2 separate regions of the Zea mays genome follow, and region 1 is linked to region 2. Evidence: chromatin contacts called from public Hi-C data. All regions are on one chromosome and are shown on one strand. Each heading gives the region's core, a stretch centred on a gene start, on an enhancer-like site or on the middle of the called end of the contact. The rest is flanking DNA. Distances are from core to core; before and after follow the strand shown.

What was found. Hi-C and Micro-C count contacts between places; a contact is called where the count stands out from the background.
Region 1: a Hi-C map of leaf shows a contact between it and region 2, with 4 times the contacts expected there. The contact joins the promoter of LOC103627470 here to the promoter of LOC100285833 in region 2. A contact is called at or near these places in 6 of 25 Hi-C or Micro-C datasets (bundle sheath, ear, leaf and 1 more).

Annotation. Positions count from the first base shown.
Region 1 is chr5:192,877,705-192,882,193 of Zm-B73-REFERENCE-NAM-5.0, forward strand. LOC103627470 (E3 ubiquitin-protein ligase RMA1H1) reads right to left here and starts at 1,434. Exons shown (of 3, transcript XR_553621.4): 1 at 1,165-1,434. It overlaps LOC109939988 (a long non-coding RNA gene), which reads left to right and starts at 1,490. Exons shown (of 2, transcript XR_002262482.1): 1 at 1,490-1,581; 2 at 3,149-3,484.
Region 2 is chr5:192,703,290-192,707,644 of Zm-B73-REFERENCE-NAM-5.0, forward strand. It overlaps LOC100285833 (vacuolar protein-sorting protein bro1), which reads right to left and starts at 1,816. Exons shown (of 2, transcript NM_001158723.1): 1 at 1,117-1,816. The coding sequence starts at 1,719.

The DNA of each region.
Region 1 (4,489 bases), core at 184-2,683, 170 kb after region 2:
TTTTTCCACAAATATTTGAATAAGATGAGTATCAAAGTTAAAATTTTAAAAGTAAAACGAATTATAAAATGGGAAACTTCACACCCATAGAGGCATAGATTTAACTGTCAACGTAGTAGATTTTCGTTGTCTTATGCTAATTGTGCTCTGCACTCTCCATTAATATCCTAATCCAAGGAGTGACTCCGAACAAGCAGCATGTGCATGTAGTTGTGATCGACTAGCGTTGCGTTCTGGCTTTATGATGGAATCAGACGGTCAAAGATCAACACGCGAAGCACACGGATTCAGTAGAGTTTGATGGATTACACTTACACCGCTAATTAATTACCAAAGGGCAAATTGTTTAGTGCACTCGAGATACTAAAACCGATGCATAGGAGGTTATAATCAGAACCCACTCTCATCACGTTTCATTTCAATGATTTGTATCTAGTTAAGCTTAGCATGCAGTTAGCACAGGGTGCCCTCCAAAACAAGGCACCGTTAGCCTTTCAGCCTTTTGTTTTGCGCACTCAACAATCAACATATGGCCGAACCGATCTTTTTTCACACTGAAGCTTTCCTCTACTCTCGATTACATTTCATAAAAGAAAATAATGCATAAAGAAAACACACACACACACAATTCATTACGACCTTTTCAAAAACTCGTAGGTATGACCTGCAATGTACCGAATGGTAGTTCCCAACAGACGTTTGGTTTGGTTTCCTTGCGAAATAAGGAGATAGGAGAGAACAACGATATTTGTGGCGTTGAGAGAACGACGGATACAGATTCGCTGCATCCCTCGAACCACAGGACCAAGAAAAGAAAGCAAGAAAGAAAGAAGAGCCACCGCTAGAGCAAATCAGATCCATGGCGATTCACGTGGAAGCTAGGAGGTGGGGTATCGAAGTGGCGCAGGACATCCGTCGGGAGAGAGAATCATGTCCAAAAGGGAACAACAGGACACAGCGACAGAACGGAAACAATCCAACGAGCACCCATAGCCATAGAAACTGCAGCAGGGGCAAACCAGCTGATCTAAACCGTGAACACAGGCAGAGGGACACCCCGGATACTACACGTATCACAAGCAGCACGTACTCGGATCGCCACATCACTCGGAACCAGTAAGAACAGAACCAATAAGAAGACGGGAACTGACGGCGGCGACTGACCTGCGGCGGCAGGATGCAGCCGACGTCCCTCCGTCTCTCTGTCCCCCAGGTCCAGGGCGCAGGATCACAACAGTGGCGTAGTACAAATAGGCGGAGGAAAAAGATGTGATGGTGGCGATGGCGCTAACAGCTCAGCTTTTATGAGATGAGATGAGACTGCCCTTGGGGCTTGCAAGGAAGAGATCGGATGAGGAGGGAGGAAGGCGGCGGATGCGGCGTGCGCGTCGACGTCAGCGGAGGCGGGGTGCAGTGTAGTGCAGTGCGGGACTGCGGGGGGATAAAAAGGCGGAGAGGTTGCGGAACAAACAAGAGATGGAGCGGCGGTGCAGGCAGATGGCAGAGGCCAGCGACCGGGAGTGGGAAGCGGACGTTTCGCTTGTTGGGTGGGTGCAGTTCGTCTCCATTCTCACCTAGCAGGTAGCAGTAGACCTAGTGTTTTACTATTATTTTCATTTATTAAAAAAAAGTTTGGCTTGCTCTTATCCATTAGCAGCAGTTTCGGGTGTGGTTTTATCGCTCCGTGGTAACATATAAGATCTTTTTTGGTTAGTGCTGGAAAACCTTTTTCTTGAGGGCTTGTTTGGGAGGAAGGATACCGAAGGGACTGGAGGGGATAAAATCCTCTTGCTATTTAAAATTGAATAGTAAGGGGATTTTAGCCCCTCCAATTCTCTTCGGTATCCTTGCTTCCAAACAAGTCCTGAGTGATACCAGCAGATAGCTTGCGCCCGCGTACAAGACCACTTGGCCTTGTTCCGTTCCAAAAAAAAAAAAGGAAAACACTTCAATGGCATGCGAGCGTCGGCATCAGCTCATGCACGCGCACGCCGCTCCCAGCCGCCATAGGGCAAGGAATTCGGCCGATCAGCGCAGCCCGCGCCGTGCGGCCGCGTCAGGCAGGGCTCGTCATCTCTGCTCCCTTCCACGGCAGCGCGGCCGTGCGCCCCAGCCGCAGCGATTTCCATCTGGCAGCTCCGATCCAATATCTTCGCCTCGCCCGCCGCCTGATTGGTTCTCGTTTTAGAGCTGATCTCATGCAGCAGGACTCAGGCCCCTTTGATTGGCTATTTCGACAGCTCTATGACTCTATCTCGGCCTCTCGGGCTCATCGTGTACCAAACGGTAAAGAAAAAATGGCTTCTCGTTAACAGCCCAATAAGAGCTATAACCCGTTTTCTAGTTAGAAGTCAGAGCACCAAAAAAAAACATGACTTCTACTTGTTCCTCCTCTATTTTTCTTATGCACCATTCGAAAGAAACACATAGAAAGTTGTTTTATCAACTAAATTACAAAATAGCTCCGGCTTGAATGAGCCAAAGAAGCTAGATTCGGAACCAAAGGACCATCAGTCAGGAGCAGGGTTTTAAATCTCGTTCAACACATGTTTACCGCTACTCCCAGAAACGAGAAACCGGCGAAAAGACCACCATTTCTTGCCAAACCCCGACCGGTATCGGTTTTCAAATTGAAATCACCAGTTTCTCGTTTTCCTCACCGAGAGATCGCCACTGGAGACAGAGAAACACTAAGGGCATGTTTGGTTGGACGGCGACTATGAAAAAGCCGTTGTGGACTGTGAGACATGGAAAAATCTGTTGTGCGCTGTGACCTATTAAAAAACTAAAAATCGTTTGATCGAAAACACTAAAAATCATTAAAAGTTGTTCGATATATGTTTTTCACAGTTCCATTCGAAAATCACTAAAAGAAGGTCCGAAAATGCTTTCTTTTTTGTACTACGAGAAAATCGTTTTTTTTTAAGAAAAAACTGCTTATGAATCTAGCCATTTAGTTTGGCTTTTGTCTTTTAGGAGGTAGCTAAAGCCAAAAACCAAACAAACACACCCTAAGATTCGTCGGACCACAAGACTAATGCACTAATGCTAAAAAAATATGTTCACTTGGTGTTCACAGATGTAAAGCCTGACTATTCTCAAACATGTCATATTGGTGTAACTCCTTTTCTTTTGTGGACTTGTACAGACAGGCTAGCTCCAGCCACCATCAGCGCAGGAGCCCGAGCGATCCATGCTGGGGAGAAACAAACCTCAGTTTCGTTTCGTTTCCCCGTGGCCTGTCTGCAGAGTGCTTTGGAGTTGGTGCGGCACAAACCCCGTTCAGTCAATAAAACACGCTGACGCATTGCCAAACTGCCTAGTGCCTACTAGTACTCTACCTCTACCTCCGGTGTGTCAGTGCGCGTGGTAGTGCGTGCCCATTAAGCGGCAGGCGCGTAGCTAGGCTGGTCCAGGGAAATGGGAATATTCGTTTCGTTCCCACCATAATGCTCGCGATAAGAATTCTTACCCTATTTTTTTAGTCCATTTATGTAATAGGTAGCTGCTCACTATTAGTAATACATGACTTACTTGTCTCTCTTATATTAGAGTAATATTTTGATTCTTGTGTCTAAGTTGACCGTAAACTCACGTACCACCTTTTTCTCTTCTCTCTTATCTACCTCATTATTTAGCCACAGTTCGTTATTATAATTGCTCTCATGAAAGAGTTGACTGAGGCGAGACCGCGAGATCCGTATCGCGGGACGGGGATGGAGAATCATCCACGCCCCCATAAACTTATCTCGATCTAAATTAGCATATGTCTTGTTAAATTTATACTAAAAACACAATACATAGTTTATTATAAAATATAAAACTAAACTTTTGAAGTATATGTCTCTTGTAGTTTTAAATCTTTTTTGTTCAATTTATATTAATTTAATATAATCAATTTAAATTTGCTTTTAAAAATTACACCTCCTAACATAAACGAGAATGGTCGGATGGGAGAAAAAGTTTCCCTGTAAGCATCAGCGGGGATGAGGATGAAGAAACTTTCTCTACACAGGGATGGAGAAGAATTTTTCTCTACGTGAGGACGGAAATGGGAACCCATCCTCGAGGACCCGACGAAAAATTATACGTTGCGAGGCTCACGCTGGTGGAGGCGTGATGCACAACTTCCTCGATTGACCTCGCGCCAGTCCATAGGGAGTAGCTCATGTGTGGTGGACTGGTGGATCGCACTGAACTGCCCGGAGAAGCTACCGCGTGGTGGAGGCACCAAGATGCGAGCAACATGTGGGCGGGAGTAGTGATGGCAATGAGAAATTCTATATCAGGTTTTAGCTTTCTATTTCCATCTCATGACGAGAACTTTTTTCCACGAGGATCTCCACGAACGTTTATGGAGGACATTTCTTCCCCATCCTTATTTTCCGTGAGGATAAATTCTCGTCGAGATCACCGTCCCCGCTAAAATTATAATCAGGACATACTTCGTATGTTATTAATGCAAAAATATCACTCACATATTGTTAGC
Region 2 (4,355 bases), core at 566-3,065:
AGGCTTCAACCTGTCAGGCCGTCATGATATGTAAACTAATGACTAAAATCTCACTTGGCTAGCCAACTTTTCCGATTCACTTTGTGTTATGTGTTGCAGTGATTAACGAGGTAAATATGCATCCAAGCGACAGAAAAAATGAGCAACATCGAACTTTAGAATCAACTGCAACCAGTACTGCAGGAAGAATGACAAAATCATTTAAGTATTAAAAAGATCAAATAACATTCATTTTCATTATAGAACAGTGTCACTCCTATAGAATTATACTCCCTCCCAGTCATAACGAGATCATATTTCAGACAGCAAAAAATAACTAACTACTCCTCCGTTCAAAATTATAGTTCACTTTAGCTTTGTATGAAGTCAAATTTCTCAATTTTCGTCCCAAGATTATAGAAAAATACATTAACAAACCTGGTCAAAAGTACATAATTTGTAAAGCTGGGAGTATGTATAAGTTAAATTTGCTGTTTGGGACATCATTGAATTGTGACTGGATGTACTATTGATTGATCCTTCTATTTGAACATGTTACCATGATTAAATAAAACGTACAAGTAGTCATAAGTGAGTGAATTTACATCTTTATAATAGGAATTCACGATCATTTGTGGAAGTAGATCTGGGAGTTACCAGAAATGGAACTGATTCATACGAGGGGCAATTAATTTAGACAATGCAATTGATATAAAGCACCAAACTAATGCCAATTTCCAAAGCATCAACTTACACCCTCTATTCCCTATCACCTCCCCATGGGTTCATTCAAAAGGGAACATGTGCATTTCGAATTCATATTTCTTGACCAACCTGGCAAATCTACTGGGGAGCATTCTTCAGTTCCCCATTTGATCAACACGAATAAATAACCCACTCCTACCATCTTTTTCAGTGTTTGCTCATAGCAAACATTTTCTCACCTTAAAGTACCCAAAACGATTTTCACCAAAATTGGATCAGCTAGTAGTCATAAACTGTTAAAAGTGCATTTGTGCATTTTGCAAAGAATGATCTCTGAAGTTGTGCAACGAGCAATGTGGTTAAAACCCCAACCGAGACATAACGAGAGGAATATACAGGAAGAGGGCAGGGCGTGCAGTCAGTAATTCTCACCTGCCTAGCCACTTTCGAGCACACTGTCTGTGATTTCCCTGCGTCGAGAGCGCGCTCGAAACAGCACTCCTGCGCCTGCGCGAGCATGAGCCTCTCCAGCATCGCCGAGGCCTGAGAACTCATATCCACCGTCGTCGCCTCTTCCTCTTCCATCATCTCCCCAACCGCACGGAACGCCCCCGCGGCGCGCTGAAACTCCCCGCACGCCGCCCTTACCCCTTCCTCCGTGGCGCGGCTCACGGTCGCCGCGATCCTCGAGGCGGCCGCGCCGACGTTGAACACGATGGCGGCCTTCTCCAAGCGGAGGGAGGCGGCTGTGTGCTTCAGGTGGGGGCGGAAGGCGTCGTGCCAGGTGATGTACAACGTCTCGTCGAAGGCGCAGGTGTCATTACGGGCGGAGGAGAGGAGGCGATGGTAACGGAGGAGGAGAGCGCGGCGGGAGGCGGGTGGCTGGGCCTGCGGGTTCGGGACCGCGACGGCGACACGGGCGGCACGGATGTCAGAGAAGGAGGCGGCGTCGAAGAAGTGGCGGTCGCCGAAGATTCCGGCGACGGCGGTCTTCTTTTCCTGGACGTAGAGGACGGGAGACGGCGGCCGCAACATGATTGGCCGGCGCAAGTGCGCAAGCGCAACGAACGCGTTAGACTCTTCGACGTGGACTTGTTCAGTTGAGAATTGTGAGATTCGTGTCAGTGCGTATCACCGGTCTGAATTAAGCTTTACGAGTTATATACCGGTGAAGGCCCAAATACGAGTACTGCATCTCCGACACAATATTTGGGCTTCGTCGTTTGCCCAGATGACAACTATCTGGGCTCAGATTTGGTATTACGTCCTGTTCGTTTCATATTATAATTTATCTAGATTATATTATAATCTAGCGTAAATAATGCAACGATTAAATAAATACTTAGACTATAGATCCAAATTATATAACTTAAAGCCTAGAATACGATAATCTTCATAATCTTTTCAAGAGTAGGTTATTTGAGATTATTTTTGGTAAAAACCCATTACCTATGGTTATGTTCATAAAATTTTACAATACCTGTTATTTTTCTTCTTTCCCCCAAATCACACGCACGTAGTGTATTGTTGCCATTGCCTTTGTGTCTCAATGATTAATAATAAGGGGGTTAAAATCATATGTGCAATGTGAGAGAAGGGTATAATCAAAATTAATCCTAAAAATACTTGAATTTTTTTAATTAATTGTGATTATACTCTTCTCCCACCCTGCAATTGTGATTTTACCCCTCGTTTTTATTTTTAATCACTAATTCTGAGTTTCACTAATACTGTTCAGGAGAGCGGCAAACAACGACTTCATTTTCAGAACAGAGAGGTAAAACCACAAAGGTGAAAAGCGAGAGATACAATCGTAATTGCAAGATCAGAGAAGAGTCACAATTGTCGAAAATAGTATTTAAAAATAGTGGAGAAAGCGGAACCATTAAAGACATATCCTAAAAATATATACATCAACAGTTCTTAAGGAGCTACAAATTCTTTAGATATGGATTTGACACCACATAAAGGCTTGTTCATTTTTGCGTTAGTCCAGGATGAAATTGAGTCGGATTAAATTTATAATAAGTCAAAATTTATCTCAATCTCACCCAATACACTCCAGTCTACATGAAATATCAATAACCGAACAAGACAAAAAGTTGTTTTGCCAATGACATACATATATTCCAGACCCAAAGCACACAACACACACGCACACACTGACGCTCATATTTGTGCAGTAGTACTAGTACACAATGCAGTACTTGCAAAAAACTTAAACATTCAACTAAAGATCAGAGGAGAGCATAAAACCCGTCTCCTCTTCCAAGCCTTTAGGGAGATCCCTTAAAGACAGAACACTACTCCATGCCGCTGTGCAACTGCAAACCATGCAACAAGGGACACATGCTTGAAATACCTAAATATCATGTCGGAATATCAACAAGGATGGCGGTTGAAACAGAGGCCATCCTTGTCCCAGCCTTAAAAATCCAGCTGGGATTCCTTATGCTGTTTCATCGGGAGAGAAAAAAAAAACAGTCAGAGGGAAAGGTCCAGATAAAATGGTGGTCCTTCGATGCCCCTGTTCGGTGAATGGTGATCGTGCTGCGAGACGCCACAAGCCGACTCTTAAAATCTGCAACTTGTGAGCATCCCGATTCCGGTGGATACTTCCTGCGCGTGAAGATCGTGTGCCATGTTCAGTCCTTCCACCTGTAGGTTGGACTGCGGGGAAGAGGAAGAGGGGGAGGAGAAGAAAGGGAAGCAGCGGAGGCCACGGCAGTCCCTGCCGCCGGTGTCGCCGGGGCTTCCGGCATGCTGGACACGTAGTCCATGCTGGCAGCCTCACTGGCGAAGCGAGACTGGAGGAAGAGGCCGTGGGCGTTGTCCATGTCGTAGTCCCACACGGAGCTGCCCGGGCCCCAGGCGCTGAACCACGCCTCCTCGGCCGGGCCCCACATGCCGCTCGACGCCACCGACGGCTGAAACATGACCGTGCTGCCGTCACCGCCATGGTGATCGGCCGATTGGAGCTGAGAATTCGGTTCGTGTTCCAAGTTGTTTGGCTGCTCTGCTTCCGGGAACAGAGGCTTCGCTTCGCTGTTGCACGGCTGCTCACCGTCATGCCGCTGAGCTTGCTTCGCGTGATTCTCGTCCGGCGTCGGCGGAGCAGACGACGAAGAGGAGGAGCAGGACACGGCTGCACTGGCACTGGTGCGGCCGCTCCCGCCGACGCGGCCCTTGCCAAGGAACAGGTCGGGGAAGTTGAGCTTGGCGTTCTCGCCACGGAGCTTGAAGGCCTCGCGGTCGTACGCCATGGCGGCGTCCTCGGCGGTGTCGAAGGTGCCGAGCCACAGGCGCGTGCGGTTGCGCGGGAGGCGGATCTCCGCCACCCACTTCCCCCAGTGGCGCTGCCGCACGCCGCGGTAGAGCTTGGGCGCGCGCAGCAGCTGCTGGTACAGCGCCGGCGGCACGGCCCCGGCCCCGGCCCCGGCGCGGAACCCCCGGGGGCTCAGGTTCAGCGCCTCGCTCCAGTAGCGCAGCAGCAGCATTTGCTGCTGCACCTCCGGCGGCGCCACGAGCTGCGGCGGGAACAGAGGAGCCGCGGCCGCCCCGAACTGTTGCTGTCTGCTTCCGAACGAAATCATCTGCTGGTGCTGCAAAGGCTGCTGCGGCGGCAGAGGCTGCTGGAACACGCTGCCGTACTGCAACAGCGGCAGGAGCCT